Linked DNA regions of Sus scrofa: region 1 is linked to region 2. A link is a contact called in public Hi-C data. All regions are on one chromosome and are shown on one strand. Each heading gives the region's core, a stretch centred on a gene start, on an enhancer-like site or on the middle of the called end of the contact. The rest is flanking DNA. Distances are from core to core; before and after follow the strand shown. Region 1 holds the start of LOC106510670. Region 2 overlaps PTPRM (receptor-type tyrosine-protein phosphatase mu).

Region 1 (3,869 bases), core at 241-2,740, 300 kb after region 2:
AATTTGCATCAATTTTACAGCAGACAGCAGTGGGTCATTTTGTTAAATCCTCTGGAGCACGTGCAATTACCAGACACTTAAGGACATACTAAACTTAGGAGAAGGGTTATTTCTCTACTGAAGCTGACAGCACAGAGCCAGGAGCCAACTCCCCGCTAAGCTTCCTGGTGGTGGCCAACTGTGGTCAAGGGTCTCGCGGCTCAGCAAAGCCAGGGGCACGGCCTCCCCGCCTGTGTGTCCAGAGCTCGGGAAAGTAAAGATGTTAAGTTTCCACAGGTCTCACAGCCAAACGCCAAACGTCTCCAATGCTTTTAAATATGCGTTTTTACTGTCAGTGAAAGTCTCCATCAAATTTTAAAAAGTTCAACTTACTCATTCCTCCCGAATAAACAGAGAAACAAACCTATTTTGCAACCCAAGTTGAAGGACTAATAGCAGGCTTTTTATTAGAAGAAAAACAAGCCCAGGGCCACCATTCCGTGAAAACTGACACACACGGGAAACTGTGCACGTGTGCAAGCGCTGGCTGTCTATCCGCGTGTGTGCTCCCGGTAACGCCGTGCAGGGCTCGAGCCTGGCCTGACCCGCGACTCCCGATCACGCGTCCTAGTCCCAGGAGCTCTGCAGGCTCCGATCGCCCGGGCGCAGCAGGCACCTCGCCGCCGGCCACTTTCCTGCCAGCCCGAGGCGGCGGGTGGCGGGGCTGGCTGACCACTGCCCCCGTTCGGGAGCTCCCCGGGGCCGAAGGGAGCCTGACCCGCACACAACCGCAGCGGCCCGGGGCCCGGGCAACCAGCCACTCCGTCCGGACCACAGGTCCTCCCTCCGGGACCGATGAGGACACTGCCTTGGTTCTCTCGATCTGCGGCGCGACCACCGCGGCGAGCCGGGGTCATGGCAAGCTTCTGGCCGGGCGGCGGCTGGACGGCAAAGAAAACCGGCGATCGCCACCGCCGCCGCCAGAGTCTCTCCGAAGCAATCGCGCGGGCGCAGCAGGCACGGAGATCCGGCTGGCCGCCGCTCCGGGTGGGAAGGACCGCGCAGCGACCACGCCAGGCGGCCGGCGGCTGCAGCTCCCAACTTCAGGCAAAGTTTTCTGCTGTTGCTCTCAGAGCCGGCGGAGGGCTCCGAGTGGCGCCGACACGCACCCAGGCCGCCAAGGGGCGGGGGCCGACCTGGGGCCGGGCTCCGGAGTCAGCGCCCCGGGCTCGTCCGCTCTGTCCGCCCGAGCGCGAGGTGCCCTCCCTCCCCGCTGGTCTCGCGCCGGGGCAGGGAACTGGCACACGCAGTGCCGGAGCCGCCGCTCCCCAGTCTGGACCCGCGGTCCGCCGCTAGTGCTCTCCCACCCGGGAGCTGCATGCGTCCCGGGCCCCTTCCGGCCCGCACGCCCCAGGCCACAGCGAGTGCGGCCCCTCTTACCTGAAAACGTATCCCCCGCCGCAGTTAGCAAAAGTCCGTACAAAGTCACCAGCCAAGTCCCAAGTCTGCTCATGGTGCTGAGCGCACGCCGGGCCGCTCCCCGGCGGCGCTGGGTGGGCGCGAGGTCCGAGGGCGGCCGGGAGCTTTCCTTCCAAGGCGGCGAGGAGAGCAGGGTGAACACCCAAAACCAGAGCCAGACCCGCAAAGTGCCAACACTTGCAGAAGTCTCAACTCCGGGGGCTCCCGGGGCCGGGGCCGAGGTCCTGGATCCTCCCACCCAGTCGCCAGCCCCGCTCGGAGCTGGAGCGGCTGCAAGAGGGAGCGGAGGGCGCGCCCGCGGAGCCAAAATCCGCCCTCCGTGCCGGCTGCTGCACCCGCCGCCGCTCTCCTTCCCCGGGTAGGGACCCGAGCCGCCGGCGCCGCGGTGGCCGGGGCCGCGGCCGCGCTTGTCCCGCCCGCCGCCTCTCAGCCAGCAGCCGAGCCAGCCCCCGGGCGGCGGCGCGCCAATGGCCGAGCCCGCGCCGGCTGCGCGCGGGGCTCCTGCTCCCCGACTGACTGGCAGTGCCCCGCAGGCCGGCTGAAGGGAGCGCCCACGTCACGGCCGCCCGCGCTGCCGCGGCCCGCTAGAGGGCGTGAGCGCCCGGCCCCGCCGGCCCTACGGGTCCGCGCCCGGCGCTGAGAGGCAGCGGCGCCTCGGGGGGAGCCGGGCGGGGGGCGGCCGCGGGGGCGGTGTCACCGCGCGGAGAGCGGCTGCCGGGAGGTGCCTCGTGCTCCCTCCCGCTCGCGTCCCGCCCCGCCGCGGCTTGGGTTTCGAGGCCGGCTTCCGGGAGGGTGACCGCGCAGGGGCCGCGCGGCGGCCAGAAGTTTGTCCCGGGTCACAGGCCGCCAGGAGTTGGCGAACGAGGCTGGCGGGACGGCGGCCTTGCGGCCCCGCGGGCGGACGAGGCGGCTCCAATCCCGGCGCCGGATGGCAGTGTCCGCAGCGGGGCCGGCAGTCGCAAAGCCGCTCTCCCCCGCGGCTTTGGGCAGGGCGAGCCGGTAGATCGGGAGGCTGCGAGGGGCTGCGAGCTTCTCCGCGCGGCGGGTGCAGAGAAGTTGGCGGACGCCAGAGGAGGGAGCGGCGGCCTCGGGCACCGAGACCCAGCAGCGCGCCAGCCTCCCGACTGGACCACTCGCGCTCCTGCCCCAGGAGCCCTGCACCCGGCGGAGCAGGAAGCGCTCTGCGGCTTCATTGCGCCCCCGCCGTCCCGGTTGGGCCCCAGCGAGCCGCGGGCGATACACGGAAGGTGGCGGTCACAGCGGAACGAGAGTTTGGACCTACGTAACCTGTGATTTGTGTATCTGGTACTAAGTGTTGGGAAATGCGAGAGGAGGAGGGGTGGGTAATGAATCAAATATCTTGAAGTGTGTAATTTACCGTTTGGGTCTGGAATGCCTACTTCATTAAGTGACTAAAACAGTCTTCCAATGCTTCGGTAAAAAGGTTCTCTTTGTGAAATTGCAAATAAACAAATAAAAAGGGGTGGAGTGATCTTTCTATCTCCCGGGGAATACGCACGTCGAGCCAGCTCTGAGCAGCTGTAGACGCTAGGCCTAGCTGACTGAACGCAATGGAAGGCCTGGGAAGAGGTTAAATTAGAAGCCGAGTAAGGACCCGTGAGTAGGACGGGTGTACCAGCCAGAGGGGGGACGCAGGTGTGTCCGGGGCCCTTCTGTGCTGCTCTCACCTGGAGCTTACAAAGACCCAGAAAGTATACTGATCCCACGCTCACCTAGACCCTGTCTCCAGTTGACCCTAGAACCAACAAGCTGTAACTAAGGATAGGTCATAGCTGTCACCTCCCCGGGGGAAAACTGCGGGACTGGAGGATTTTTGCTTTTGGTGCTCCAACCAACAGCTCCTCTTTCTGCTGGAATTCCACTTCTTAGATCCTTTTCAGAAGTGCTCTTTAAAAGGTTCTATATTAATAGTTTACTTCTTAGTACTAGGACCTTACACCGTCCTGCTGCTTCTCTCAAATATGTACCTGTTGAGCCTTATTGCAAAATGAACATTTGAAGAAGGGAGAGGCAGGGCACTCCCATACCTTCAAAGACAGGCAATGAGGGTCTGCAGCATGAACTTGCCTTGTGCTGAGGTCCTGCATCGTTTTGCGTGGTAATGTGCTTTCCAATGGAGCTTTTCTGTTAGGAGGCCCTAGGGGATTCAGATAAAGAGAGAAAAGTCAATCTAGCCATTTTTTCTTCTAAGTTTTTTAAGTTGGGCGAAGAAGTTCAAGATAGCATAGGATTTCACTTGCAAAGTACGTGAATTTTTCAGCAAGTACCTATGATGGCCATGTATATGCCAGGCACTAGGCTCTGGGCTGAAGATTTTCTTATACTGGCCTCCCCCAGGAACAAGCCTGAAGGGGAGGATTGAAGTGTAAGTAGGTTTAGGTTTTATTGGG
Region 2 (3,428 bases), core at 885-3,384:
GTTTGCTTTTTAGGGCTGTACCTGGGGCCTATGGATGTTCCCAGACTAGGGACTGAATCAGAGCTGCAGCTGCCGGCCTACACCAGAGCCATAGCAACACCAGATCCCATCCGTGTCTGCACCTACACCACAGCTCACAGTAATGCTGGATCCTTAACCCGCTGACCGAGGCCATGGATAGCAGTCGGGTTCATAACCCACCGAGCCACGACGGGAACTCCCGAGAAAGATGAAGTATGGATACTTCTACAACACAGATGGAGCATGAAATGCTGCGTGAAGTCAGACAGACAAAACGGGCCTCAATAGTATGCACTGAGATGAATGAGATACAGAGAACAAGCACAGCTACAGAGACAGGAAATTGGTTAGTGGTTTGGGCGGGGGCAGGGACATGAAGAAGGACTCTTAACCAGGAGGGGAACTCTTTTTGGGGTGATGGGAATGTTCTAAACTGATTATGGTAACGATTATACAACCTCATGCATATACGGAAAAAAACTGAATTACACACATTAAATGGATGAAGTGAAAGATATGTGATGTTCAAATGCTTCCTGGCTTATAAGACCCACAGATACACATCAGCATCGCCAGGTACTAATACCCGCATATGCCTAAGTTACAACCTACTTAAAAACAGGAGACAATATTACGAAGCTGAAAAATGCTTCTTCAGTTTCTCCTCCGAGGATTATTGAACCAAATTCAAGATAAAGTTTTAGCATGCATACCAAACAGAAAAATTATCTGTGTTCATTACAAGTGGTCTGAAGCCACGGCATAGTCAGCTCCACATTTCAGGCTGATCCTGCATCTTCCTGCCACTATACGAAAATCAATTTTATGAGCAACTGTATACTTTTAACAGAACAGCTACTTAAAAAAAAAAATGTCGTAATGCCTTCTCATAAACCAGTAGGAATCCATACAGGAGCCTTTACAGTGAGGTAAATAAAGTTCAGCAGTTCTGCATCTTTTTGGAAGGCATGGTTCTGGATATGAAATATTTATGCTCCTTTCCGATGTAAATTTAATGAGCATCAGTATTTCAAAATAATTGATTATTATTTAGAAACCTTGATAGGAAAGCCCTTAGAATACAAACTATAAAGCTTTCCATTTTAAGACCACACTATTGCCTTCTTTAAAACCTTTATTTGCATCTTTTCCCCATCAACTTAGCGATTCAAGAAAAAATAACTACAGAAAGGCTATCATCAAAGCCATTGAAAGCTCACAGTTCAACACACTGTTGCAGCATCCATCACCTTGGGACAGAGCCTGTTTTGTGATTCTGCATCTCTTAACTGCAGTTTGCAAAGCCAATTAGGTACCAGCACCACCCGTATTCTCCCAAGGAACGACCATAAACACCATTTCTATGGCTGCAGGCAGCTGGGCTTGGAAGGAATGCAGGAAACTGCAGGAGACACATTTCAGGAAGGCTCTGATGGAGGGAAAGGCATTAAGTCTTTCTTACCTAAGGCAATGACTCAAATCCTATAGGATGGGAGGGGCTGCACTCCAGGAGTGATTTTCCTGGCCAGCAGCCACTGCACCTGTGCCTGAACCCAGGGCAGCAGTCACAACTGCCTCGTGGCTCTGAGAAACAGGGCGTCCTCAGACAGAGTGGGCCTACAATATTCCCGTCTGCCTTTTTACCTCCTGGTAAGAGGTGAATCAGAAGCCCTGAGCATTCCCGCATATTAGAAGCTCCCCTAGCACTTTTTCAAGCCGGAGGCGACTCTGAGGATCTGGCCAAGTTCCAACCCAGGTAATTATATCCTGCTTCCTAAATTTGCCCTGCTGTTCCCATTAGATACAGCATTGTTTGTTTTCTTGCCATTTCAGAAAGAAAGGGGTCGGGGGAGAAATTCTTCTTGCACTGGCCAGTCTTGCTGAGAGAAGAAAAGGCCAAAGCACTATGCTACAAGAGTCCTGTCTGCCTTAGTGCTGAACAAGATGATTGCTGAGCTTGAACGTGGAGAACCAGATAAAGTGCTCAGACAGCAACTCCCCCTGGATGGAATCAGACGCTGGTTTCATGAGGCTCCATCAGATAACAGCCCCATAGGCGTCCCTGTAACCACTGCAGGGAGCGATCGCACACTCTCTTTAATCCATGCGGTAAAAGCTGAGTCACTCCTGCATGTGTTCATGTTTCTAAGACCAGTGTAGACAGGACCACTCTCTCACAGACGTGGGCAGGAACCTTCAGCAGAGACCTAGAATCATCTGAATGAGCCAATTTCTCTTTAGTGGGACTCTTAAAAGAAGGCAGGCTGCTATCCTTGAGATGGCCAAAGATTTCGGGGCTGACACTATCAATTTGGGGCAAAGATTATGTGGCCAAGCAAACTTCCCTGCATTGCTGGTGGGCATATAAACTGGTCAGACATTTTTCATAGCAATTTGGCAGCATTGAGTAAAACCACAATTATTTCCACCCTACATCTCAGCAATTATGCCTAGAGGAATATGCTCTGCCTGGGCTCACACATGGATGTGTCCACAGGGCAGCTGTGCCTGTCACATAGGAAAAGTGGGAGAGGGTGGGGGAGCTGGGAAACAAAACGTTCGTAAAAGAAGAGGAAAGTAGAAAGTGGTATATTCATATGATACAATAGCATGGACGGACCTAAAACTATAAAGTTAAGTGGGGAAAACAGAACGCAGAGTCATTTGTACAGTTAGATGCCATTCTTCAGGGTTTACAAAAGGCAGATGTGACTTTCTGACTTTATGAACACACAGTGATCATGGGACACACTGTGCCTAGACATGCACACATGCATGCACACACACCTCCACACGCACACACACAGATACACACATGCACAGATGTGTACCCATGTGCACATAAGCAAGTGAACATAAGCGCATATACAGATACACACGTCTACAGAGCTCTGGTGGCTTAGCTCCTTAAACTTGATTCTGGGGTTGGATGGGCACACATATCAAAGTAGTCCCTTAGCTCCTATCCCTGGTGTTCATTTTAAAGACATTCAGATATGCACAATGACATTGCACATGAGATGCATGTCTTTGAACTTCTGGGCTAGCAAAGCACCACAATCAGGTCCCCCAGGGACTTCTGAGCAGGATGACTGAGCCTGCCTTCTCTTTTAGTGATTCCTCTGAATCCGCTACCTAAATTTGCCCCCAAACATGCCCCCCAGTGATGAAAAGTTGAGGCAACTTACTACACGAATGTCCTAACACCTTCACTTCATCAATAGCGAGGTAGCCTTGATGTCCAGATGTTATGACTTCAAAAATCACCTGGAAATTGAGAAAGATGTTCATTAGTCACTCATGTTGTCAACTTTTACTGAATATCTCCTATACGATAGGAATGGAGTTTCAATCACTCACTCACACTTTCGTGTTCCCCACAAATGTTAATGAAATGCCCAATACCT

The links. Hi-C and Micro-C count contacts between places; a contact is called where the count stands out from the background.
Region 1: a Hi-C map of embryonic fibroblasts shows a contact between it and region 2, with 2.7 times the contacts expected there. The contact joins the promoter of LOC106510670 here to the enhancer-like site in region 2. A contact is called at or near these places in 1 of 5 promoter capture datasets (liver), 4 of 47 Hi-C or Micro-C datasets (embryonic fibroblasts, liver and mesenchymal stem cells) and 1 of 2 datasets of contacts at active chromatin or transcription factors (skeletal muscle).

What each region holds. Positions count from the first base shown.
Region 1 is chr6:100,090,977-100,094,845 of Sscrofa11.1, forward strand. It overlaps LOC106510670, which reads left to right and starts at 1,491. Exons shown (of 4, transcript XM_021097607.1): 1 at 1,491-1,749; 2 at 1,821-1,991; 3 at 2,057-2,756. The coding sequence starts at 1,491. The coding sequence ends at 2,751. It overlaps PTPRM (receptor-type tyrosine-protein phosphatase mu), which reads right to left and starts at 1,990. Exons shown (of 36, transcript XM_021097712.1): 1 at 1,420-1,990. The coding sequence starts at 1,492.
Region 2 is chr6:99,785,852-99,789,279 of Sscrofa11.1, forward strand. It overlaps PTPRM (receptor-type tyrosine-protein phosphatase mu), which reads right to left. Exons shown (of 36, transcript XM_021097712.1): 4 at 3,210-3,288. Among named protein-coding and RNA genes, the nearest start is that of PTPRM, 310 kb to the right of the region's middle. Within about 2 kb of position 2,135, at least 6 of the 83 cell types and tissues checked have an H3K27ac peak or open chromatin away from gene starts, as enhancers often do. A contact at or near this core is called in embryonic fibroblasts, where this site is marked.